Regions from separate parts of the Mus musculus genome. Here regions 2, 3, 4, 5, 6 and 7 are each linked to region 1. The links are chromatin contacts, called in public HiCAR-type, HiChIP or PLAC-seq and promoter capture Hi-C maps. All regions are on one chromosome and are shown on one strand. Each heading gives the region's core, a stretch centred on a gene start, on an enhancer-like site or on the middle of the called end of the contact. The rest is flanking DNA. Distances are from core to core; before and after follow the strand shown.

What was found. Promoter capture Hi-C pulls out the DNA fragments that hold promoters and counts their contacts. HiCAR-type assays count read pairs that join an accessible place to other places. HiChIP or PLAC-seq counts read pairs in DNA pulled down with a chosen protein or histone mark.
Region 2: a promoter capture Hi-C map of liver shows a contact between it and region 1, with 4 times the contacts expected there. The contact joins the enhancer-like site here to the promoter of Cog3 in region 1. A contact is called at or near these places in 13 of 39 promoter capture datasets (the 3T3-L1 cell line, the HPC-7 cell line, cranial neural crest and 8 more), 5 of 115 datasets of contacts at active chromatin or transcription factors (the 230-238 cell line, the SCID.adh cell line, embryonic basal ganglia and 2 more) and 2 of 9 other capture datasets (macrophages and pancreatic islet).
Region 3: a contact with region 1 is called in a promoter capture Hi-C map of liver, with 4 times the contacts expected there. The contact joins the enhancer-like site here to the promoter of Cog3 in region 1. A contact is called at or near these places in 12 of 39 promoter capture datasets (the 3T3-L1 cell line, the HPC-7 cell line, HPC-7-derived erythroid cells and 8 more), 10 of 115 datasets of contacts at active chromatin or transcription factors (the 230-238 cell line, differentiating embryonic stem cells, embryonic basal ganglia and 7 more) and 3 of 9 other capture datasets (adipose tissue, embryonic stem cells and pancreatic islet).
Region 4: a HiCAR-type map of astrocytes shows a contact between it and region 1, with 2.4 times the contacts expected there. The contact joins the promoter of Siah3 here to the promoter of Cog3 in region 1. A contact is called at or near these places in 2 of 39 promoter capture datasets (cranial neural crest and hippocampal neurons), 1 of 484 Hi-C or Micro-C datasets (CD4 T cells) and 5 of 115 datasets of contacts at active chromatin or transcription factors (astrocytes, effector CD8 T cells, embryonic basal ganglia and 2 more).
Region 5: a promoter capture Hi-C map of embryonic stem cells shows a contact between it and region 1, with 3 times the contacts expected there. The contact joins the promoter of Zc3h13 here to the promoter of Cog3 in region 1. A contact is called at or near these places in 24 of 39 promoter capture datasets (the 3T3-L1 cell line, 3T3-L1-derived adipocytes, the C10 cell line and 14 more), 1 of 15 datasets of contacts at CTCF or cohesin (embryonic stem cells), 7 of 484 Hi-C or Micro-C datasets (CD4 T cells, CD8 T cells, cardiomyocytes and 3 more), 29 of 115 datasets of contacts at active chromatin or transcription factors (the SCID.adh cell line, T-cell acute lymphoblastic leukemia, acute myeloid leukemia and 20 more) and 5 of 9 other capture datasets (adipose tissue, embryonic stem cells, liver and 2 more).
Region 6: an H3K27ac HiChIP or PLAC-seq map of embryonic stem cells shows a contact between it and region 1, with 5 read pairs. The contact joins the enhancer-like site here to the promoter of Cog3 in region 1. A contact is called at or near these places in 3 of 484 Hi-C or Micro-C datasets (cerebral cortex, cortical neurons and palatal mesenchyme) and 1 of 115 datasets of contacts at active chromatin or transcription factors (embryonic stem cells).
Region 7: a contact with region 1 is called in a promoter capture Hi-C map of liver. The contact joins the enhancer-like site here to the promoter of Cog3 in region 1. A contact is called at or near these places in 2 of 39 promoter capture datasets (the C10 cell line and liver), 3 of 484 Hi-C or Micro-C datasets (B cells, CD4 T cells and embryonic stem cells), 3 of 115 datasets of contacts at active chromatin or transcription factors (the 230-238 cell line, large pre-B cells and microglia) and 1 of 9 other capture datasets (adipose tissue).

What each region holds. Positions count from the first base shown.
Region 1 is chr14:75,753,091-75,756,848 of GRCm38.p6, reverse strand. Cog3 (component of oligomeric golgi complex 3) reads left to right here and starts at 2,356. Exons shown (of 23, transcript NM_177381.3): 1 at 2,356-2,584. The coding sequence starts at 2,411.
Region 2 is chr14:75,247,902-75,251,468 of GRCm38.p6, reverse strand. All of the region lies in intron 1 of Cpb2 (carboxypeptidase B2 (plasma)), which reads right to left. Among named protein-coding and RNA genes, the nearest start is that of Cpb2, 7.4 kb to the right of the region's middle. Within about 2 kb of position 1,403, at least 4 of the 459 cell types and tissues checked have an H3K27ac peak or open chromatin away from gene starts, as enhancers often do. A contact at or near this core is called in liver, where this site is marked.
Region 3 is chr14:75,336,109-75,339,767 of GRCm38.p6, reverse strand. Zc3h13 (zinc finger CCCH type containing 13) reads right to left here. Exons shown (of 19, transcript NM_001359875.1): 17 at 2,198-2,398; 18 at 296-459. Among named protein-coding and RNA genes, the nearest start is that of Zc3h13, 54 kb to the right of the region's middle. Within about 2 kb of position 1,692, at least 7 of the 459 cell types and tissues checked have an H3K27ac peak or open chromatin away from gene starts, as enhancers often do. A contact at or near this core is called in liver, where this site is marked.
Region 4 is chr14:75,454,020-75,457,393 of GRCm38.p6, reverse strand. Siah3 (siah E3 ubiquitin protein ligase family member 3) reads right to left here and starts at 1,412. Exons shown (of 2, transcript NM_001128093.1): 1 at 1,204-1,412. The coding sequence starts at 1,338. Gm41212 (a long non-coding RNA gene) reads left to right here. Exons shown (of 2, transcript XR_874827.2): 1 at 1-802.
Region 5 is chr14:75,282,412-75,286,028 of GRCm38.p6, reverse strand. Zc3h13 (zinc finger CCCH type containing 13) reads right to left here and starts at 1,663. Exons shown (of 19, transcript NM_001359875.1): 1 at 1,364-1,663. It overlaps Cpb2 (carboxypeptidase B2 (plasma)), which reads right to left. Exons shown (of 11, transcript NM_019775.3): 11 at 2,474-2,798. The coding sequence ends at 2,614.
Region 6 is chr14:76,082,422-76,085,707 of GRCm38.p6, reverse strand. No RefSeq gene overlaps it. Among named protein-coding and RNA genes, the nearest start is that of Gpalpp1, 27 kb to the left of the region's middle. Within about 2 kb of position 1,352, at least 36 of the 459 cell types and tissues checked have an H3K27ac peak or open chromatin away from gene starts, as enhancers often do. A contact at or near this core is called in embryonic stem cells, where this site is marked.
Region 7 is chr14:76,120,468-76,124,048 of GRCm38.p6, reverse strand. The region is part of intron 5 of Nufip1 (nuclear fragile X mental retardation protein interacting protein 1); the gene reads right to left. Among named protein-coding and RNA genes, the nearest start is that of Nufip1, 11 kb to the right of the region's middle. Within about 2 kb of position 1,953, at least 11 of the 459 cell types and tissues checked have an H3K27ac peak or open chromatin away from gene starts, as enhancers often do. A contact at or near this core is called in liver, where this site is marked.

The sequences.
Region 1 (3,758 bases), core at 1,107-3,606:
AGCCTAGCTAGCATTCTTATATATCCCAGATCCACATGCCACCTCATGGTGCTGAGCGCAGTAGGCTGGGCTCTCCTCTGTTCAGGGCTGGGGAAGAGTGCTCTGAGCTCGGCTGAGTAACTCAGAGAGTAGCTTGGCGTGCTCTTTAGAAGCTGATTATTCCTGGTATTAGTTATAGCAGTGGAAGGGTAACACCGTATTACCACAAAGGTGACTTGAAGAAAGAGAAGAGGATAGAGGGGAGATGGGATGGGGTGGAGTCTGCCAATTCGGCCAATAGGTTACTAATGCTGTTTCATTTTTCTTAACTATATTACAATCATTTTTTGTTGTTGTTGTTTTTTTAGAGACAGGGTTTCTCTGTATAGCCCTGGCTGTCCTGGAACTCACTTTGTAGACCAGGCTGGCCTCGAACTCAGAAATCCGCCTACCTCTGCCTCCCAGGTGTTGGGATCAAAGGCATGTGCCACCACGCCCAGCCCCTTCTTTGGCTTTTTAAGACAGAATTTCTTTGTGTAACCCTGACTGTCTTGGAACTTACTTTGTAGACTAGGCTGGCCTTGAACTCAAGAGATCCACCTACTTTTGCCTCCTGAGTGCTGGAATTAAAGGCATGTCCCTAGCTAGAACCATATTTTCTATACCATAAGATTATTAATTCTTATTTTGAGATACATTTTTTTTTTTTTGGACAGCAGTCTCTTTTTTGTGGTCTGCACTGGCCTCTAATTCTCCTACCTCAGCCTCCAAGTTGTAGAAATCCCTTTGTCTCAGCCTCCCTGCTGATGTTATTGCAAACATGAGCTGCCATACTCAGCTCTCTTGAGATAAAGTTAGACTTCAGCAAGGCTCCAGAGATTGTATTGTTCAGGTGTGTCTTTCATCCAGCTTTCCTACTATTGTCTTATCTAGCCATGTACAATCAAAGCTGGCACAACACCACCAATGCCTAAATTACAAACTTTATTAAGATTCTATATTTTATTCTATAGTCTCATCACAATTATCCTTTCTTCTGTTCCAGGAATCAGTCCAAGATACCACATTGCAATGAGAAGTCATTATTCAGTAGTCTCCACTATGTAAGAGCTCCTTGGTCACTCCTTGCTCTTTAGTAGTTTGATACTCTTTTAAACATTGGCTTTTGGGGGCTGGAGAGATGGCTCAGAGGTTAAGAGCACTGACTGCTCTTGCAGAGGTCCTGAGTTCATTCCCAGCAACCACACAGTGGGTCATAACCATCTGTAATGGGATCTGATGCCTTCTTCTAGTGTACCTCAAGACAGCTACAGTATACTCACATACATAAAATAAATAAATCTTAAAAAAAAACATTGGCTTTTTATTTTAAAAATTTATTTATGTGTGTGTTTGCATGTGCCACATGTATGTTAGTACCCAGAGAGGCCAGAAGAGGAGGTTGGATCTCCTGGAACTGAAGTTTCAGGTGGTAATGTGCTGCATATTGTGGGGGCTGGGAACTGAACTGGAGTCTTCTGAAAGATCAGCAAGTTCCCTTAGCCCCGAGCCATCTCTCTACCCTGACCTTTTTGAAGAATGTTGTTCAGTGTTTTGTGATTTTCTTCATTTTTCTACATTTTTCCTTTTTAATTCTTGGTAAGGAAGAAGGTTGTCTCTTTTTCACCTTTTTGCCCAATTTTTTTTTATATTCGTATATACTCAATTTATATACTTACAAAGTATATTTATTCAATTATTTAGGTTTGATCTAATATAATTTGTTTAGGTGTTCAAATGTGTATCATGATTTAAATGGCAGAATAATTTTTGCAGTTTCATGTTTGGATAGACAGTTATTGATCCAGTTCTTCAATGTTGGACATTTAGGTCCCCCCCCCCCCCAGTTTTTTGATATTATTAATGAGGCCTGATATGTTTGTCTTTGAATTTGTGTTTCCACAAACTAGTTTTCTAACAGGGAAGTTGTAAGTTTGAAAACTTGGTGCTCTTGGTTGCTATGTCAACATGGAAAGCATCCATAACCCATCTGACAGGAGAGAAGATCTTTGGAGTTCATTAATTCTCCTAATCCGTTGGATGACTTACAACTTGTTAAAAAGAAAACCAAAAACAAATCTGAAGAACACATTATCATAAAGTTATTGATGTTGAAGAAGCTTCCGGTAGGGGCAAGCTTATTTCCGCCCATTCTTGTCTCCTACCCTCTGGCTTGAGGTACACCTCAACCGGAACTGTTTGGCCTCCGTCGAAAGCCACGTCTGTTTTGGCCTCGGTCCCGCCCCCACGCCGGGGAAGCGTTTCCGGGGTCAGGGCGCTCGGGCCCGCCCCGCCGCGGCTGCGGCGCTGGAAGTCCCGGTCCTCCCGGAAGTTCCCGGCTCTGCCTGTCGGGCTCCGGTTCTGCGCCGCGGAGGGGCCCAGGGCTGCGGAGATGGCGGAGGCGGCGCTGCTGCTGCCGCCCGAGGCGGCGGCCGAGCGGGACGCCCGCGAGAAGCTGTCTCTCTGGGATGGGAGACCCGACTCGATGGCGCCGCTGACAGACAGGCAGACGGACTCGGTGCTGGAGCTCAAGGCGGCCGTGGAGAACCTGCCGGTGCCCGCCGAGGTGAGGCGAGGGCGTGGGCTGCGCCCGGCCTCCTGCCCCGTGCGGGGATCTGGCCGGTCCTCTGAGCCACCGTGGCGGGTTCGGCGGGAGGGGCCCGTGTGTGCCCTGCTGTCAGCAGCCTCACTCTGCCCGCGACCCAGGGTGGCCCTGCCAGGGTGCGTGGCCGTCCACGCGAGGGCGTAGCCCTCCCCCAGCGGCGTGGGACGGTTGGCCCGAGCCTTGCTCCGGGCTTCTTGCTCCTGGTGTCCCCGTGTCAGAGTAGCCCTGCCTCCCAGGAGCCTGTCCAGCTAGTCTGTGTTAACTGCATCCTGGAGGCATCAGGCTTGCTTCTTTCCCGGGGGAACAGGGACACTTAGAGGGGATCAGAACTGGCCCCGAGAAACAATTTCATTTATCACACCCCAAGCTGTGAACTCCTGGTTTTGGGTTATGGAAGATAAGATTTATTAAACCTACAGCAAAGCAATAAATTAAAAAGTTATTTTTACAAGTTGACTCGGTTATTAAGTAGCGCTTTGGGTTTTAGCGTCAACGTTTTCCCAGTTACCAGTGGGACAGTATGCATGTTACTGTTGGTGTGATTCAGTGCAGTTATACTGGTCAGAGTACTTTTATTTTTTGGATTGTTTATGTGTTTCACACGCTCTTCTAGTTTCGAGGCCGAATTTTGGGTTATTTTATTATCAGTGGTGGTTAGTTTTGATGTTGGAAACCATTTCTGTACGATTCGTAATCCTGTCCAAATGCAGATTGAATTTGGCTTCTTCACCTCTGCCCTCACACTTTAGAGGTGTGACTAGACGCGTTCTCTGCACCTTTGTGTGCTGTGCCGTAAAAATACGTGTTCTTAGGTGTGTTTCTCTGCCCACCTCCAGGATGCCATACAGGAAATAGACCTAAGTAAACGAGGGAGCAAGTGGAAAGTTCTTTGATCTGGCTATGTTTTATGTTCTGGATTATAAGTGGGTGTGGTGTGGTGTGGGGTGTGTGTGTGTGTGTGTGTGTGTGTGTGTGTTTTGCTGGGGACTAGACTGAGGATTTTGCCATTGCTGGGTAAGTGCCATACTAGAGATTTACAGAAACAGGCTTATGTGTGTTCCCAGTCTGTTTATAATTTTTGTGCCCCATTATCGAAGCTGGTGTCACGTTTATTGAGTATGGAGAGGGTTGAAAG
Region 2 (3,567 bases), core at 154-2,653, 500 kb after region 1:
GACGAATATGGAGCGATAATGTAAGATGATGGGTTTTGGAAGCATGCACGAGGGCCAAGCAAGAACTCCATGTGTCTCCTCTGCACATTTCTTGTCACTCTAAAAAATACTTTTTTTTTAAGATTTATTTTTCTGTACCTGTCTCTGTCTGTCTGTCCATCTGTCTGTATCTGTCTCTGTCTTTCTTTGTCTCTGTCTCTCAGTGTGCATGTGTGCATGTGTATTGTGTAAATGTGTACCAGAGGTTAGGAGAGGGCCCTGGATCCCCTGGACTTGGAGACATCTGTGGCTTGCTCCCTTATGGGTTTTCCAATTCTCCGTCAAAGCAGCAAGTGTTCTTAACCTCTTAACCACTCATTCTCCAACCTCCTAAAAATACATCGAATAGAAGATTTTATTAAAGAAGTATACAGAGAACTATGAAAGTGCAGAAGAGGTTATAGTAGCTTTCAGGAGGGTACATAGACATTATTAGCACAGGCTCCGTAGGAGGAATGCGTCATTTGAGAGGAGGGAACCCTCAACTGAGAAAAATATCTCCATAAGATAGGCTGTAGGCAAGCACGTAGGACATTTTCTTAATTAGTGATTGATGTGGGAGGGCCCAGCCCATTGTGGGTGGTGCCATTCTGGGCTGGTGGTCATGAGTTCTATAAGAAATTAGGTTGAGCAAGACAGAAAGAGCAAGCCAGTGAGCAGTACTCCTCCATGGCTTCTGTATCAGCTCCTGCCTCCAGGTTCCTGTCCTGCTGCAGTTCCTACCTTGGCTTCCTTTAGTGGAGGGTGACTCAGTATATGTAAGCCAAACAAACCCTTTCCTCCGCAGGTTACTTTGGGCCACGGTGTTTCATCACAGCCATGATAACCCTAACTAAGACACAGTGTTTATTGACTAAGTTAGACTGGCTGAGGCTGAACCCAGGAGGTCACAGGGCTTTGCTGGGAAATGGCAACCTGCACCTTCTAGTACACGGGTGTTCAGAAAAGGAGAAGAATAGTAACTAAACAGAAAGAAATTATCTGTATCTCCTGCACCTCTCTAAACCATAGTTGAGTTTCTAAACCACATAGCTGAGTGTGGACCTCCTAAAACCTTGGCAACAGTAAGAGGTTTTGGCATGCATGAAAACCAAAAAAAAAAAAAAAAACCAAAAACTAATTTAAAACCAAACACCAGATGAATCCAAGGCACTTGTGTAGCATTCTCCTGTATGGCATGACATGCATGAGGTCACTGCAGCTGTTGCTCTGAACACACAGCATGTGTACTCTGTGCCACCAGACCACACAATTCCAGTGGATCCCAAAACACCTCAACTCAGTTCCACTGTCCTGAACGGCGGTGCGTGACGGCTTTCTGCTGCTACAAACTCATGGCGGTTTCATAACTGAAAACAAGGAGTCAACACTTCTTTACTGCTTCCCCTCGGCATCCACAGGTCAGCGTCACCTTTGGATTGGATTGTGTTAGTCTATTGGATTTTAAAACTTGCCGTTTGAGTCACTGACTTGCATTTCGTAAAAAGCCATTATAAATGAATTTTGGCCTGGGGTTAGGACAGAATTTCCAACAATTCCTACAATGTTTCTGTCATACTTCTCCCACCGTGTGTGGAGTATTTATGCAAGACGGACTTCTCAGCATTGATTGCATAAAAATGAGGATATTGATTAACACGGAGAAAGTTGAAAACACTCTTCATTCTGTAGTATCAGAAGCTTCGGCGGCGTTTACTCCTTTGTGTACAAATACACTCATCTCATTAGCTTGCAATTTTGTCTTCATCTTTATTAAACAATAAGGTTCTATGGATACTGAAGAATTGGTTTAAAACCAATTTCTTTAGGACTTATTTTTGGCAGATGATTGCTTTGTATATCGGTTTTATATACCTGTATACCCAGGGTCACATGTAAAAATATTAGGCAGTCCTTCCATAGAGAAGATTTTGAAAGCATACCGATACATTTGGGCTTCCTTTTCCCAAGTAACTAGGAGTAAGGAGATAACCATGATTAGCAATGGGGCAGAGGATGCTTTTGTTTAGAGAACTTTGATAAAATGACTCTGGATTCTGGACACCATTGAGAAGAGCAAACAGTGGTTCATAGAACATCAGCCTGGGAAATTTGATGTGGATCCCTGGTACAGGTTTAGCATAATCCATTCACCCACTGCCTAGGGGCATATGTTCAAGGCTATGTATTGAATCATTCTTCAAAGTGTCAATAACTGGAAACACGCATGCAGCTATCCTAGGGCGTTTTCCAGTTATAAAGAATGAGTTTGATTTATAACAGTTAACTTGGGGATGATTTCCGTGATATATTATAAAGCAGGGAAACAAGATGACGCAAACTGAAATATGGTCCTAGTTTTGAAAAACTAATTTAGAAGAGAAAGAAAACCACTATGTATTAAAAGCAGGAGAAAGTTACGAATAAACAAAGAACATATTGTGAACCCCAGCTCCCATGGCTGTCTGGGAAGGAGAGAGGGCAAAATATGATGTGCTTTTGATCACAGGTATCAAACCCAGAGCCTTATACATAGCTGCAATTGTTTGTTTGTTTTTATTTTTGTTTTTTTGAGACAATGTCTCACTATGTAACTTTGCTGTTCTGGAACTCACTCTGTAGACCAGGCTGCCTCAGACTCACAGAGCTCTGCCTGCCTCTGCCTCCTGAATGTTGGGATTGAAGGTGTGTGCCACCATGCACAGCTAATTACAATTGGCTTTTGTTTGTTTGTTTGTTTGTTTGTTTTTGTTTTTGTTTTTAAAAAAGGTCAGCTGGGTGTGGTAGCTCAGGCCTTTAATCCTAGCACCAGGGGCAGGGGCAGGGGCAGGGGCAGGGGCAGGGGCAGGGGCAGGGGCAGGGGCAGGGGCAGGGGCAGGGGCAGGGGCAGGGGCAGGGGCATGGACAGAAGCTACAGAAAAGGCAGGAAATACAGAAGAAAATGGCCACTGGTATGCCGAAGACCTTTTTTTCCAGGTGACACAGTTTCAGTGTTTTGTTTGTTTGTTTGTTTGTTTTGGTTTGATTTGGTTTGTTTGTTTTTTTGAGATAGGGTTTCTCTGTATAGCCCTGGCTGTCCTGGAACTCACTCTGTAGACCAGGCTGGCCTTTAACTCAGAAATCCGCTGCCTCTGCCTCCCGAGTGCTGGGATTAAAGGTGTGCACTACCACGCCTGGATAGTTTCAGTGTTTTCTCTCTAGTTTTTTCTTTCTTAAAAAAATAATTAAAAAAAGAAATCTTAACATTTTATTTACTCAGAAAAACCAAACCAAACCAATGACAGCAGCAACAACAAGAATGACAAAAAACAAATATTAAAACCACTCTTGACTACAGAAGGCACTATGGACTCCAGTGCTGTGGAGCCTCATTTTCGTCCTCGATCATTACAATAAACCGAGCGCCACCTTGCACGGTATGTAAATCCTGACACGTCTCAGTCTATGAATAGCACCCCCCCCCCCACACACACACACATACACTTTAAGTATCTGCCACGTTAATTCTGGTATTTTGAGTTTAGTTAGTGCAAGCCATTGTTTTCTCCA
Region 3 (3,659 bases), core at 443-2,942, 420 kb after region 1:
TCATTACTCTGTAGTAAATACTGACACACGCTCTGACATACAGTCTGCTTCATTACTCTGTAGTAAATACTGACACACGCTCTGACATACAGTCTGCTTATCTTAAGGAGCCTTGCTCACAGGTAAAACAGCTCACAGAATGAATGGACTTTTGTGCATGAAGTTTGGAATGACAATTATTCACAACAACCACTCATGTGAGGTCTTCCTGTATGTGCCTGGGAGACGAGGAAAGCAAATTCACAGAACAGTTAAGATGAAAAATATACTATTCCTACCAACCACTGCGCGGTACCTTTTCGTTCTTCACAAGCTGCTTCCGGATTGCAGAGTCCCGTCTGAAACATAATGCTTTACAACATGGTCCCAGGTCACTAAGAAGACTTGCTCGCTCTTCTTTTCGAAGTAAAGCAGCCATGTTGAGAGCCCCTAGTTCATGTTCGAAAAGGCTGTCTGCATCTTTCAATCAAAACAAGCATACGTTAAGTTTCCCTAATAGCGAAGTGTCACCATTGACTTAACTGAATACTCCAAGAACCTCTCCTTTACTAAACCAGAGTGAATGACTTGACAAGGCAAGCAGCAATGGTCCCCATGAACGGACCTTCAACACACAGGTACCTTGTTCATCTTAATAAGAACAATAATGTGATGTTATTTTAAATTTAAGATGTGCCAAAAGCAGACTTCAGAGGGAGAATGAGTCCACTGACTACTGACTTGGGAGAAAGGTCAAGCAAGAGCATTTAAGTCAAACTCAAGGGTCTGGCCTAGAAGTAAATCCCACTTACAGTCCTACATCTCAGGACAGCTCTACAGCAAGATTCAAACACAGTCACAGCAGAGACAGTGGCCTCTGGAACCCCTGCTGTGAGCACAGCTAGGTGTTAGCCAGACGCCTCAGACACATGGGACAATGTGCTAAGACACAATAACATGGTTTTCGATCAAACTATGTAAGGGAAAGAGAAAACACTTAGCTTGACATACACACTGACACATAGACAGATAGACGCATGTGTGCATGTACACACACAGACACATACACACACACAGAAATTTTTATTAAAAAATTAGGATGGGATAAAGTAGACAGAAAAACAGGGGTTAGAGGAGTTTTTTTTCGCAAGGCCATAGATCTAACCAAAGTGAAAAGAATGTGGTAAGAACCTTCAGATCATTTTTCAGGTTACAAAATGTTCACAATTACAATATTAGTAGTCTTAATAAGAAATTTTACTGATTATGGGACTAGGAAAAAGGACACAGGTTCATGACACTTTTAAAATAATACCCCCCCCAACCAAAAAACAAACAAAAAACCAAAACAAACGTAGTAAGTAATGGTGCCTTCACTTTTCTCCCTCCCCTGATTCAAGCATCGGCTCAGCCTCTTGTTGATAAAAGTTCTAGTAAGCTACAAAAGGACATCAGAACAAACCACCCATATCCATACATTAAAAGATTCAGTTCTGCTAAAAGTTGTAATCAGGTGAAATACTTTCTGACTAAACACTAACAGTCAAAGCACAGCACTACTCTGTCCCAGGCACTGTTCGCAGTGTCCTACCTGTACTAACTAGGCTGCTCTTCACTGCAGTCCAAAGACCTTGGTGGTGTAAGTACTCCAACTCCAACTCACAGGAACAGATAGGGACTAGGTGACAGGCAGGGCCTGGATCACAGACCAGTGACCCTACCCACCGAGCTAAACCATTCTGTTAAAGGCTTAACTTAGACTTTGCCCTTGGGTACATCCTCTGCTTGTTACCAGGTGAAAGGTTGTGAAGTCATCCATTATTTGCTTAGGAAAAAAAAAAAAAAGAAAAAACCTACAACATCATGAAGTGCTTTGTTTAGCCCTGGGCAAAGCTGTATATTCTGACACCTGAACTTCTGTGTTAGAAAGCAATTTTCTCTTTCTGTGGTGCTGCAATCGAGTCTAATGCCTCCTGCTTACACTCAGTCACTGAGGCAACCCTCCAGCCTTCAAAAACATTTTTGATACAGAAAGTTCATTTTCTTATTTTTCTAATGTTTTTGTCAGAATTAAGCTTTTCTTGAACTTAAGAAATAATATCAATAACTCCTTAAAACTGATCCTGGAGCACAAGTTCTGAAGACAACCAAATGGAGCCCTTCCCAAGACCACACTAACAATCATAGCATGTGACACAGTGAAGGCAAAGGAAGTCACCTTTGGGTTTTTCTACAAGTTGTTGACATGTTTCTTTAACTTTGGTAAAGAGCTCAGAACCAGCCAACTTTTTAGAAATCCCAACTCGTAGCAGAACAGCTCCAGGCGTGAACTTTAAGAGTGCAGCCCCAGGCTCTCTCGGTTCTTTCGGGTGCTTTGGCATTAGTCCAGACCAGTCCACATCTATTACATCTAATGGATCTGTAAAACAGTTAAAGAAGGGAAGAACAGGACTTAATCCCAGCACTCGGGAGGCAGAGGCAGGTGGATTTCTGAGTTCGAGGCCTACCTGGTCTACAGAGTGAGTTCCAGGTCAGCCAGGGCTACACAGAGAAACCCTGTCTTGAAAAAACAAAAAAACAAAAAAGAAGAACCTTTCCATTCTTAGCCGGGCGTGGTGCCGCACGCCTTTAATCCCAGCACTTGGGAGGCAGAGGCAGGTGGATTTCTGAGTTCGAGGCCAGCCTGGTCTACAGAGTGAGTTCCAGGACAGCCAGGGCTACACAGAGAAACCTTGTCTCGAAAAACCAAAAAAAAAAAAAAGAAATGGTTGTCTGAGGCTGCCGAGATGGCTCATCAGGTAAAGGTGCCTGCAGTCTGATTCTTGGAACCCACATGGAAGACAGAGAACTGCCTAGGAAAAGCTGTCTCTCTGAGTGCCACACATGCTCAGCCAAAAAAAAGGTAAGTTATTGAATGTAAAAGGGTAACACAGTGACTAGTCACACAAAGCAGACAAGCTACTGAAGACGTGTGACAAATTACATCTATAAGTTAGGAAATAAAAGGTCAAATGAAATAAGAATAGTATAATGATCCAGACCAAGCCAAGTAACTCCCTATCGTAAGAACAACAAGAAAACAAAACAACAACAGGCAATGCCTATAACCTGGGGCTTGGGGAGGTGCAGGCAGGAGAGTGAGAAGTCACTGTCAATTATACAGGGGGTTTGAAGTCAGCTTGGAGTGACTACATGAGATCCTGTCTCAAACACTAAAATAAACGGTCAGGAGTGTTGCGTCCTAGTACTCACTCCAGTGAGCCGGGCAATGTACACAGACAGCACGGTAAGGACAACAGTCACGGAATGGACACATTTCAGAAAAGGAACTATATCAGCTGTGTTCAAACAAACTTCAGCTACCTCTATTTTTGAAAGTTGTTTAAAAAGTTGACTGAGCCCACCGCAGTTGTGAAGTCTTGCATCGCATGCCTGCCATGGTGGACACTGGCAAGCAGCTGGGATGTGCTGAGGTTCTGGGTGAGATAATATGAATCTGAAACTCTGGAAAAGAACTCTTACAATTCTGCTCTTCCCTAGGACACGCTTCCACAGGGAGTGCCAATTAAGAATAGAGACGCACACACTGTACCATTCTTTTAATGGGAAGAGCTAAGTGCCCCTTACCACCTCTTACGGCAGAACAGAACCAAGCACGCATTCCCCCCCCCCCCCCCCCC
Region 4 (3,374 bases), core at 163-2,662, 300 kb after region 1:
CAGCTTCGGTCTCCAGGAGACAGTCCCACACTCAGTTGCAGACACAGCCCCTCCCCCTGTCCCTCAGTCTCCCAGTACAGTGAAGGTAGGCAAGCAAGCGGCAATCTAATCTAGAGTCCTGCGTTTTAGTTGATTTTCAGACCATTCCACCTCCAGGGAGTTCAGTTGCGCTGTCCCAGCATGCCCTTTCCCCACTCCCCACCTCCCCGGCATCCCTAGGCAGTGTCTCTTCATTAATTTCCTCATCTGCACCCTGACATGGAGAGGTCCTTCTGGCCCTGCATTTTGGCTTAGAACATTGACGTGAAGGGATGAACACGGTGAAAGCAGCACCGAGCGAGCAGGTGAGGCAGCCACTGGCAGGCAGCTCAGCAGCCAGCCGCCTGCAGGCTCCAGGCAGCCGCTGCAGCTCCTAGCTGGTTTCATTATTACACAATTGAAGCGAAGCCCTCCTCTGACTGCTCTCAGAGGAGGCTCACATCTCCTTGGCAGGAGGGAAAGGAGCTAAACTCCTCCCAGCAACTCAGACAGACAGACAGACAGACACAGACAGACAGTCTCTCTCTCTCTCTCTCTCTCTCTCTCTCTCTCTCTCTCTCTCTCTCACACACACACACACACACACACACACACACACACACACACACACACTTTGACACAGTTTGAGGACAAGGGCTAACTCTTGCAGAAACGGCCCCTTGCCAACTCCCGGGTCCTGTATCAGAGCTCCCCAGTCCTGAAGCTACTTCTGCACAGCCAAATCCTTGCATTGCACTGACCGGCGGGACAGACAGCAATTTGGGTAACTTTTCAGATTTTTTTTGTTCTCCTCGGCACTGGCCCACAAATGCTTGGGAGGGAGGTAAGGACACCTCTACCCTTCTCTTCCCTTCACCCTCCCTTTTGCCCCTCCCCCTGCCCCCTCTGCCCCTCCACCCCCGACTCCCCTGACTCCCCTCGGAGGACCGTGTGAGGAAGACACTATATGCCTGCTCTTCTGGTTGCTTGCCAGTCCAGAAAACACCACACAGTCACAGTAACAGCACCAAGCTATCCAGAGAGCGAGCATGAGGCAAGCATCCCCTGAGACCCCGGGATCCTAGCACCAGCAAACTGCCTGCATGAGCTCCCTGATAGAAGTCTCCTGAGAAAAGGCTAGAGCCCCCGCGGAGATGGCAGAAAGCACGAGAGGAAGCGACTCACCTTTAGGTTGTGCGTGGGGTTGACCACACAGACAAGTTGCCCAGCAGCAGAGAAAACCCGTTTAGCCTTGTAGTGCTGAAACCGGAGGTGAATGAGATCCAACACAGCCCCAAAGCACTGTGTAAAGAAAAGCATCACAACTTTTGGGGGGTTGTTGACACAGGAAGGCAGCGGAGGAAGCTGTAAGTCCTTGGGCTCTGAATGGAGCACAGCCTCGGAGACTCTCCGTTCCAGCCCGGCTTAGCGCGCCTTCATATTCATCATCAAAATAAGACGGTTAGAATCTTGCAGCAGCGAGGCAGCCAATCAAAAGGACAGAAATGTTATCCTTGAGGTTCAGAGACAGCCAATAACAAATACCTCCCCTACTGAAACTCCCTGATGAATTGAGCCTGGCGGAGAATGTATTATTGAACATTACCATAGATCAGCACACTGCATTTATCTTGTGATTACAGCCAACCATACATAATGCTGGGGAGATAGGCTGACAAAATTGATTGCTTAATGTGTCTCCATTTATTAATTGACTTAATTTAACATGAGAGCCTTTCTTAGTGCCCTGAACAAAACCCCCATCCAAAAAAGGAAAAAAATATAAAACATTTCCACCTCCAAACAGGAAAGCTTTGTGCTCCAACAGGCAGATGGGGTCGTCAGCTTGTGGCTCTACTCACGGAGCTGCCTGGAGAAAATCAAATACTACAAGATACTGATTCAAGATAAGAATTTGGCAGCCGCAGAAATGTGTATCTTTCAGTCTTATGCTCTGACTCTCTGCAATTTGGACTGTAGCCTCTTGATAAATCTAAACTCACTGTTCTTTAAGAAAAAAAGAATCCGACAGATGAATTTGGAATTGAGGAGGGACATGCATATAGTATATATATTTCAAAATACAGTAATCACTGAACTCTCTTTTATTAAAGCATAAAGATGCACAGAGCACGCTTCTAAAAATAATGAAATCCCTGATGCACGAACACACACACATAGAAAAACCTACAGGGGGAAGAAAGTGGATTGTACATCAGCAGAATAATTACAGATGCAGAGAACCTAGGCTTGTCACTCATTTGCATATTTGTGGGCAGCAAATTGCTAATTAACCAGTAGATTGTTGGAGACATTAAAATAGAGATTAGGAATACACACAGCACAACACTTGTTTGTCTGAATGCCAGCAGCAGCAGCAGCAGCAACAGCAGCAGCGCAGATAGGCAGAGACCAGTCTAGTCAGTAGCTGCCACAGAGCACTGCCAACCCCGTGCCGGGGCAGGCTCTGAGGCCACCCACAGGGTCCTGAAGGACAGCTCCTAAAGGCTTTGGGCTTGCAGGGAATAAGTTCCATGGTTTATTTAGTCTCTGCCACGAAAGCCCAAGAACTGGGAATAGTGAGTTTTAGTTCTTTGGCTGCTTCTACACTGAGTGGTCAGATAGACTGAGCTGAAGCCATTGGTATGAGGCTGTGGCTCCTTCCTGGACCCTCACACACGTCTCCAGGATATCTACAAACACAGTCAAGCAGCACAAAATTGTAAACTTGCTTGAAGCATCGTGAGACTAAAACAAAACAAAACAAAACAAAACACACACACACAACACTCTACCTCACTGTTGACAGTATGAACTTTGTACATGACAACATCTGTCTTGATGACAAAAAGTCACATGTGTTGGTGTCACAGGGCCCACACTGCAAGAGATATAAACTCTGATGACAAGACACCCAAGTCTGTGACCCGGTTGGGCACTTAGGATAAGAACACAGTAAAATACAGCAGAAAAGAAGGTGCCCAGGTTTAGGAAAGCCAAGCAGAGTCTGGGTTGATTTTAACTTGATTTTAAAAAAATCAAATCAAATCTAGAGCAGTGGTTCCCAATCTTCCTAATGCGGCGACCCTTTGACTCAGTTCCTCACATCATGGTGACCCCGCCGCCCCACCAACCATAACATTATTTTGTTGCTACTTTGTAACTGTTGTACATTGTAATGTAAATATCTGTATTTTCCAATGGTCTTAGGCAACCCCAGTGAAAAAAGGTCCTTTGATCCCTAAAGGGTCATGACCCACAGGTTGAAAACTGGTGATCTCAAAGAACAAGCTGGCTAACAGATAAATAGGATGCTGATGTTTGTATTCAAACAATAAGTGCACTTGCAAAATAGA
Region 5 (3,617 bases), core at 414-2,913, 470 kb after region 1:
GATACGGCCTGCTGAGAACAGAGAATATACTCAGAATAAAGGTTAGTGTTCACTCCAAGTCACCAGTAAACAGAAAGCAAATAAAGAAGCTGTATCCCTGGATTGAACATATCCAGGAAAACAAAAACAAAAACAAAGCAACACAAAACAACAACAAAAAACCCAAAAACCAAAACTACACTGTGTACAAACCTTATTTACATTATTTAAAATTAGCATAAAGTACTTTTATAGGATTTACATTGCACTATGTATTAGAAGTATAGAGATGATTGAAGGCATATAAAACATCGTTTTCCAGAAGGGATTTGAGTTTCTGCACATTTAGGTATCTGAGTCACCCCCTATGTGTTGGTATCAACTACATCCTACCAGATGCTCACACTGAAACTCAAGTTTCAGGGCACAACCGTTTGCACAGAAATTGTGACATTCCTACATCAGCTTGCTAAGTCTCCAGATGAAACTGTCATCTGATATAATCTAACTAAGAAGTTGGAGGTTATTTAAAAATTTATACGTCTGTGTTGCGAAATATTGTTGTTTGGATTCTAAAGCTAGTAATGTTAAGTACTACATAGCAAAACTAAGCATATAGGCAGAGCCGCATAGTGATCTGGACTAACTAAATAAACATATCACAGACTTTTAAACCCTTAAATGCCAAACTTAAAGGTCCAACCTTTTCAAATTATTTTTTTTTGAAATTCACAAACCAGGAGAGACTGTGCACGCCCATAACTGAAAGAGTTCAAATTATCTGAAGACTCCTAATAAAACGAATTAACTTAAGATACTGCCTCTCACAAGCAAGATCCTACCAATATCATCCAAGTATTTTCTTCAACTCTGAATACTTTTCCAGCCACATAAATGTCAACCTGCTTAGCAAGTGATACTGCCAGATATATCTTCTCCTTTCGTTCCAGCTTCCCGTTGCCTGGGAGTATAAAGATAAAACAGTACTCCTACACTCCCAATAGTATTTACTGCAGCCGGGAAATAAGCAAGACCAGGAACAATCAAAAGGACTCTCCTTTCTTCAATAGATCTGGAATACGTGAAGAAGGCAACTCTAAATCCAAGAAACACAACTGCTGCATCCTTTCACCACACACAAATGCGACCACCACACCACGGTATCCGAGTCCGCCTGCTTCCTGACACAGACTGCAGAATCACAACTGGAGCAACAGCCAGATCTAACACCAAGAGCCTCTGCAGAGTCAAGGGTGGGATGCTCAAACAGCGTTCAGAAACACAAGCAGCACAGAACAAGGCGAGCGAGGATGGAGGCCACAGCGCAGGACGCCCACACGAGCCGGGTCCAACGCCTCTTCCCATCCGCTCCCCGAACGCTTACCTCCTCTCCAAGCACCCTTGTAAGCGCAGTCTTCAGGACGTCCCTGACGCCTCAGCTCCGGCTGTCCCCGCGCCCGGCCCCGGGAGGACGACCAAGAGGACGTGCACGCGCGGCTCCCAGGGGCCGGCCCTCCTCAAGCGGGGCGGACGCCGGGAACAGGGAGCAGCGGAGCCGCCCGGATCTTCTCCCAGCTCTGGAGAGCTCCGGACACGAGACGAGAGACGCACAGAAGCCACTGCAGAGCAACGCTAAGACCACAACTCTGCCTGGCCGCTACACTGGCAGCATCTAAAAGCCGACGGAAGTCGCGAGTTTGCCCGACTCCTCCGCAGGCAAGGCAGCTTCCGGCCCCCAGATTAGTCGTCATCGAGTAAGCCCCGCCCCTCTCAGACCACGCCCCCTCGCGTCCGACGCGAGGGCAGTGCGGAGTGTGTTCCTGACGCCTGTTTACTAAGGTCTGGGGACACGGAGTCAGCGTGGGAGGACGGAGATTCTCAGTTGACTGAGATTCTGGTTTTCACCGTTTTCCATCGCATAAAGTGCTACTTTGTTTCGGCAGTAACCACCAGCCTGGTGCGTTTCGAAGCTGCAGATTTTGACAACCGCCCGTCCCCCGCCTGGGCCTGAAGCTGGAGCAGAAATGCACGGATTGCGTTTTCAAGAACAAGAGCAGAGACTGATTAAAATTTTAGGGTGCAAACCCTTGAGGTGCTACAGAGTGCCTTTGCTTTTCCTGCTTGGATCCAATGATCTCCGTAGATTTAGGGTAAAAGTTGCTTAGGAGGAGCTGGAGAGATGGCTCCAGCCGTTAAAAGCGGTTGCAGCTCTTTCAGAGACCAGGTTTGACTCCCATCCCCCACGTGACTGCTGACCACCTTCTGTAACCTTCAGTAACAGCGGTTCCCCATTTTCTTCTGGCCTCTGATGGGGGTCCAGCATAAACCTGGTGCTTAAACTCACACCCTCACGCCCCACCACACACACAGTACATCTTAAAACTGCTTAAGATAGCTGTTCATCATAAATCAAGGGACGGTGGGGTGGGACCAGTAGCTAACCTCTTAGAATAAAAATAATAAAAATAAAAATGTTAAAATACACAGGGGGCCATTTTCACTCTTAAGCTCAAAGTAGTGTGCTTTTTATTCTTCAACAAAACCAAGGAAACTGATTCAACTTAGAAGCTAATGCAACAGTTAAGTGTTGCTGAAATCAATAAAATAAAAATAATGAGAGCGGAGGTTAGGGCATTAAGTGTTCCTGATGACATGCCAAACTATTTTAGAGATGGCGGCCAAAGCTTCTGCACAAGTGGGTTTGATGTATCTCTCAGGCAGCAAGAATCCGTATCTGCCTGTATCTCGGAGCTCAATTGTAAACGAATATTTGATGCCCAAATCATAGATCCAATCGTCAGAACCTCCAGGAGCTAGATCTAAAAGAGACACAAAATATATTTATTTCATAGCAACAAACACTTTATTTCATTGTAGAAACGAAAATAGCTTCCTTCTGGATGTTACCTAAATTTCTTATCTGAAAGTTGTAGTCATCTAAAAGAAACCATGTTAAGAAAGAAAACACATGTTGCCCAGAACTCAACAATAATCTGATTAAGGAGTGATAACTGCCAATAACATTTTAGTACATTTTACAGTGCATGTACTTTCTGTCTTAATTTGTAACATTTCTGGAAGTAATTATTGTAACATTACCAAATGTATCATTATTGTGTTTGAATAGACATTATTTTGAGTCATTTTAAGGGATTGCATTGTAAACTATAGTTGATTCAAATAATTTTGTTGATAAATAACTTAGTTTCTTTAGAATGAGCACCATTGTCCATAAATCAATGTTTCCTACTTCAGTAGCTTTTCTAGAGTTAAAGTTCCTTGACTAAAGTGGTGTACCTTTTACAGTTACCACACTTGTCACCAAGTACTAATCAAAAGAATGGAACCTCTCTCCTCCCAGGAGAGTGTCAGCATACCCAACTGGCAGCTTCTGCACCATGGGCAAGAATCTTGCATCCTGTCAGTTTTCTGGGAAGAAGAAGAAGGAGGAGGAGGAGGAGGAGGAGGAGGAGGAGGAGGAGGAGGAGGAGGAGGAGGAGGAGGAAGAAGAAGAAGAAGAAGAAGAAGAAGAAGAAGAAGAAGAAGAAGAAGACGACGACGATGACGAGGAGGAGGAGGGAGAGGAGGAGGAGGAGGAGGAGGAGGAGGAAGAAGAAGAAGAAGAAGAAGAAGAAGAA
Region 6 (3,286 bases), core at 103-2,602, 330 kb before region 1:
AGTGGGAGGGGGCAGGCACACAGGGCGCACATTAGCTTTGGGGCTGGTGTTTGGTGCTGTCCAGGAGATGGACTGTGTCTAAAATGCCTGCTCGTCCCCTCCTCGTTCACCGCCCTCAAACCCCTAACATCAAGAAGTACATCCATCTACCACAAACAGGGACGATGGAGAGTAAGGCCATCGCAGTTAGCTCACCACAGCCTGCTGTCGTTTATAAATCACACCGCAATTCAAAAGGATATATTTAGACTTTCCCCTCCACAAATAAGAAAATAATGAAAAAATAGGATTTCCAACTCCAACCCAGTCAGCAGCCAGAAAGCCCCAACCCCGAAATCAATCACATCTCTTACATAGAAGGGCAGTGGCTACAGCGGCCCTGGATACAGGTTAGTCAGGGTAGCAAACAGGCTGGACTTCACTCCTTCAAGCCCAAGACAGGATGTAGTGTTAGCAACCCGAAGTTAGCTGTCAATCAGGGGTCAGGGTGACTTGGACTGGGTGTCCTTGGGTTCTCTCAGTGCTGTGTGTATTTCTTGACTCTGAACCATAGGATCCCTCAGAGGAAGGGAAGGCATGGTTCTCAGAACAATGGCGTATATTCATGGCAAACAAAATCTAGAGGAGGGAAAAGAGAAACCTACCGTTGGCAAAAGCCTAGCATGGAGTAGTTAGGCATGGCTTTTCAGTGGATTTGAGTAGAGGTCATTTTTAATTTACAGTTGTATTATCATTCGCAATTAAATAAGTTGCTATGGTGCTTCCAGCCTCTCAGACACAGCAGTTAGATCATTCGTAAATGTATGCTTTCAGAGCCAAGAAGGCGAGGGATTGTTCTTGCACAGGAAGCTGTTCCAAAGTGGATTTTGCTTATGTTCCTAGCAAACTACCAATCTCCAACGTGGGCAGTAACCGCAGTGATTTAAGTGTTAATGACACAAACTGTGCTTGTTCCAGAGCTCTGGGGTTTCTGTTAGAATTTGGGAGAAGGTTCTGGGGTCATTTAAACCAACTCAGTAATTAACTACAGCCAAAAATCTAGCAGCATACTGAGAGGAAGAGGAAAAAACACAAGGAAAGAATGGCCTGTTGAAGCCTCCCCCGGAAACTGTTTCCACTCTAGACAAATGTCTAGGAAAGAACACTAAGTCAGCTCCTGTTGCCGTGTATTTATCGAGCCTATACAATATGTAAAGTGCTGATCTGAGAATACAAAAATACATAAGACATGACCTTTAACTCACCAGTCTAGTGGGGCAGACAATATGCAGAACCAACTAGTGCTATCTGTTGAGCACATGCCAGAGGTGTGTACATGTACTGATTGTGATCGTAGGGCATGCCTGGGCATGAGCTGAGAAGAAAGGGCTACAGTGAATCTCAGTGGATGCTGTTGCTGGTGTGTGGGCATTGAAGAGTGAAAGAGACCAGCTAGAAAGGAAGAGCCAATGCAGGGGGTTCAGCCTGTGGAGCTGAGGGTCAGCAGTCAGCAATGTTGCAGAGAAGACAGCCTGGATAGGAGGAGGGACAAGGGAAGCTGGCTCTGTGAGTTAAGTGTTTGAGGGTTACACATTTGAACCTGAATTTGAAGTACAGAGATACAAATCTGTATGTAACCCTGCCCCCGGGAGCAGATGGAGACTGGCAGACCTAGAGCAGTGGTTCTCAACCTGGGGGTCACGCAGGCTAGATAATTTGCACTGCAGTTTATAACGGTAGCAAAATCACAACTATGGAGTAGCAAAGAAATAATTGTATGGCTGGTGGTCATCACAGCACGAGGAACTGTATTAAAGGGGTGCAGCATTGTGAAGGCTGAGAACTACTGTCCCAGAGGATTATGAAGGCTGAGAACTCCGTGAGAGACCCTGGGGCTGGATAGATTGCTTAGCAGAGGATTTAGGTTTGGTTCCCAGCACCAAAATCAGACAGCTCATGATGCAGGCACCGACACTTACACATAAAATAAGGCATGGTAGTGGAGGAAGGCACCCAGCATTAGCTCTGACACACACAACATCTGATACTAGAAACCAGGAGCCAAAAATGGTTACTAGCCTTGGTAAGTCTGTGAATATAGAGTCACAAAGTTAGGGGAAGTATGCCTGACATATATAAGTAGAAATTCTGTTAACTGGACTGTTGGGGGAACTCTCATCAAATGCATAGATTAATCCTTCTCAAAAAGACACATTAGCCAGGGCCCACCGGTGAGAAAACTCAGTGGGTACAGATGCTTGTCTTCAAGCCTGAAAACCTGAGTTCAGTCCCTGGAACCCACACAGTAGAAGGAGAGAGCAGATGATTCCTATAGGTTGTTCCCAGGCGCATGCACACACACACACACACACACACACACACACACACAAAAGGGGGGGGAGGAGAGGGAGAGCTCAAATTTTACACGTCTATTTTTTCTAATCTACAGAATCTTAACCACAAACACCAGATAACCTTCATTCTACCTAGATAAGCATCAGAGTGCACTTGCGGAGAGTATAAGCTGGGGCTTCAAGGTTCAGGATAAGCACCGAAGGCCAGAGAGAGAAAACTGCACAAAGACAAGCAGAGAGCTACGTTAGTGGTCCTAGAATGGCTTAGATGCCATGACAGAGGATGTCTGTTGCTGATGCAACCAATCCAAGGCAAGAATCTACAGATTCTGGTTGGGGAGCCAGAAGAAGAATAGCGATTCCAGGCTAGACGGGGAAGAGCCCGACAGGAGACTAACAAACTGGGAGAGACACTACATATGAGACTAGTCTATATGAGACTAGTCTACCGTACATTAATCATATACAATGACAGATTTCATTTTGACATTGTCATCCGTGTATCTGATGCAGTTTGATTAAATTCACCCAGTCATCCCTCGTACTGCTGCTGATCCATTTCCTCTCAACAAGTCTCTACTGTTTCTTTCTTTTTGGTGACCCAGTGAATTTAATTAAGGTTGCTTCCGTGAGCATGGGTGAGGAGTTAGGTGCAGAAACATAAGCAACTTCCCATTGGCTACACCATTAAAAGAAATGTTTCCCCTTTCCCCAGCAAACATTAACTGTCACTAACTCTCAAGAAACAGGACCCCAGACGGTAACCTTGTTAACTTGACTGGATCGAGGCACACCTAGGAGATTAGTAAAACACCTCTACATATGTTTGGGGTTGGGGGTGGATTTCAGGAGACAGGCAGATCCTGTGGGTTCTGATCTAATGGGTAGATTAACATATTGAGTCATAATAAGATCATTAGTGGGAGGTGGTGTAAGATACGAAGTAGAACCTA
Region 7 (3,581 bases), core at 704-3,203, 370 kb before region 1:
CACTCGGTGGAAAGGTTTGGAGTTTGTTCTCAGTAAGCTAAGTAATACAAACAACTCAAGATCACAGAAAGAGTGGCCACTACCACCAGGGAATTATTTTATATAAAACATAAATTGCCTACAGGGAACTGAGTTGCCAAAGGAGGCTCAACCTACAATGTTGTACTCAATCCAACAGGTGATAGCAAACCACAGAAAAGTTCTAAAGAGCTAGGGAGATGGCTTAGTGGTTGAGAGCACTGACTGTTATTCAAAGGGCCCAGGTTCAATTCCTAGCACCCACCTAGTAGCTTACAACATCTGTAACTCCATTTTCAGGGAACCCAACATCCTCTTCTGACCTCCCTGGGCAACAGGTACACACATGGTGCAGAGACATACATGCAGGCAAAACATTCATACACACGAAATAAACCACTTTGTTGGACAAAGTAGCACACACCTTTAATCCCATCACTCAGGAGGCAGAGGCAGACAGATCTCTGATTTTGAGGTCAGCTTGGTCTACATAGTGAGTTCCAAGACAGCCAGAGCTATAGAGAGAAACCCTGTCTAAAAAAAAAAAAAAAAAAGAGAAAGAAAGAAAGAAAGAAAGAAAGAAAAAAGGGGAGAGAGAGAATGAATGAATGAGAATCCTAGGCAATGCACACCACTGATTCCATTTCTTAGCACAAGATGTATGGAGATGCCAGCCCTAAAATCTGGCAATGAAACAAATCTTCATAGTATAGGAAACATGAAGGAGTGAAACACAGCCCTCACCACTCAGGCTGATGATCATCAGAAACACCAACTAAAGTTCTGCCACTTCTTCCATCTATCACTGGACTGGGGACATAGCTCAGAGGGAGAATGCTTAGCATGCACATGCCCTTGGTCTGACCGTCACTAGCACTAAACTAACATACACACCCGCATTATCAGCTCGTGGAGCACAGACAGTGACAACTATTGTCAGTTATCCCGTAGTCTGGAGACAAGACTGGAAATGGCTTTGGGGAGTGGAGAGAGAATGGGGAAAGGCAGTGAATTTCAGTAAGGACAGTGCAAAGCATGTACCCAGCTATAAATAGTGGCCGTCCATAAAGAAGAGATGATGACTGCACGGGCTATGAATAAGCACAACAGGCAAAGAGCAAGGTCGTACAAGATGAGAACCTGACAACAACAGATACTCGTGAAAAGCAAGCATGACCTAAGGTTTCACAAAGTGGACTCTTGGCACTTGGATGAGCGTGACCTCTTCCCCGACATTCAGGGCAATGCTGAGGAAAAATAAAATTTGGAGTGGCTCAGTAGAAACTCCAAGCTGATGAGGAGGGGGGAAAGTAAAGCCTTCGTAGGAAGACAGGCACTGTGGCAGTGGAGCCGACCTTAGCACTGTGGCAGTGGAGCTGGCCTTAGTAGAGCTACTTTGTGGGCTCTTTGTATTTTTTAAAGAAACCAAAATCTCTGCCATGCCCTGCATGCCCGCCTGTAAAAGATGAGAGAAATGCTTAGAGAACAGCCTTCAGGGAGAATGGGTGACAGCTGTTCCCCATCTGTAGACAGGATGTAGAGAAGCCAGACACCACAGGCCCTGTGGTGGCTCAGCACCAAGTTCAGGGCTACTCAATGCCCTCCATGCAAAGGGGGCAGTTCAGCGTCCTACTGATGTCTTTACAGGATGGAGTCCACTAGTGGGTGAAACTGCTACTCTGCACAGTAAGCCAATGCTTTCCTTGCACTCAAACTGCTGCTACTCTTACTGTTTCTCCTAGGCCTATCCCAGACAGAGCACAGCTCCTCTCTCTCTCTTTATTAAAAACCGCTCGAACACAAGCTTATGCCACTGTAGTTTAATTTCAAAGTCTTTCTGAACGTCAGAAACATACACCCATTAATAAGAGGTAGACAGGGAACTCAGCCTGAGCTGGGAACAGCAGACAGGGGCAACGATGGGAAGAGAAAAGCTCCACCTAGTGGACATTGCCTGGGAGACAGGCTCTCCTACTTTGTAAGCACAGTGGGCCCTCCAACTTTGGTTAGTCTGAAAGATAACATAAAGATGTAACTTTTTTTCCTGGCTTTAAATCCATAGTCCAGGGTCTCTTTCACTTTTCTAGCAGAATGGCTACACAGATGTTAGCACTCTATTGTGCCAAAACACACACTGGCTTCCTCCAGAAGAGCACCTTTCACTAGAACAGTAACCTTCAAATTAAAAAGCATTTTGTTGTACCAATGTGGAATTCACTCATTTTAGGGTACACTCTTCAAAATCTGAGACTGATGCAATGTAAAATACATACTTGCAATGGAAATGTCTGAATATAACACAATATGATGTTATATGGATATATACAATGAAAGTTTAAAGATAAAATAAATTGGGGCTGAACAGATAGCAAGGCCGTTACTGGTTGCTCTTCCAGAAGACCCAGGTTTAATTCCTCATGGCTCACAACCACTGTAACTCCAGCTCCAGGGGACCCAGCATCCTCATCTGGCCTCCTTGGACACTAGGGATGCAAGTGGTAACAACAAGCACATAGGCAAACACCCAGTCACACATAAAACAAATCTAAGAATCTTTCAGTTCTTTAAAAATACACATTGAAAAATAAAGATAAAATAAGCGGAGAATAGATAGCTAGAAATAAAATTTAATATTTTTAAACTGCTTAATATTAGAGTACATGTCTTATAAATCTATCAAATGAACCAAAATAAAGAAAATATTTCCCATGTCTTTTTTTTTCCTGCCAACCTACCCCATTTCTCCCTTTCTAAAATGCCTTGCTTTCTATATTTTACAGGCAGAGCAGCACAAGGTCAGACACTCCACCCCAGCCTCCTGAACACCAGGACTACCGACACACATCCCACACCTAGTTCCCTATCCTGCTAATGAGTATGTACTAACGCTCCTGAATACCTGAAGGGGCAAGACCCAAGAAGTAAGATGTGAAAGAACCTCAGATGAATTAAAAGGTGCACAGAACACTTAACATCGCAGGTACAATAAATGTCACCCCAACCGCCACTCCCGTGTCCTCTCTGGCACCCCTCATGCTCTCAAGTCCCTAGTTCCACTTCATCACTCAGTATCTTGCACCCATTCATCTCCCAGCACTTCTGACGATGGTCACTGAATACCTGCAATCTACACTGAAAGTTCTACGTGAGAGAAGTCATGGAAAGCATGGAAAATTTTGTCCCAGCCCTCCTTTATTCTAGAGAGTAGGGGCTGCCCATGAATTTCACTCATAGTTCTGAAACACAACCAATTTAAAACTGTGTCACCACGCACAGTAACACACAGCTGCATATTCTCCCTTTTGGCAATTCTGTTTGGGGGACATTCCAAGTTCACGCCCACTAACACAGTCTACTTCTAGATAATGAGGTCTGCATGGAAATCTACTTAAAGCTGACGCACACCTATTGCTTTCCTAATGAGAAGCTGAAAACTAGGCTCTGTTTCCTTTGTTGTCTAGAGTGTGGGAGTAATATGAGAACAGATGTGAACCTTCTGTCAGGCAAAATCAGAACAGGCAGTGAAGAGCAGTGCAGTCTCCCCAGCGCCAGCAGCAGCAACA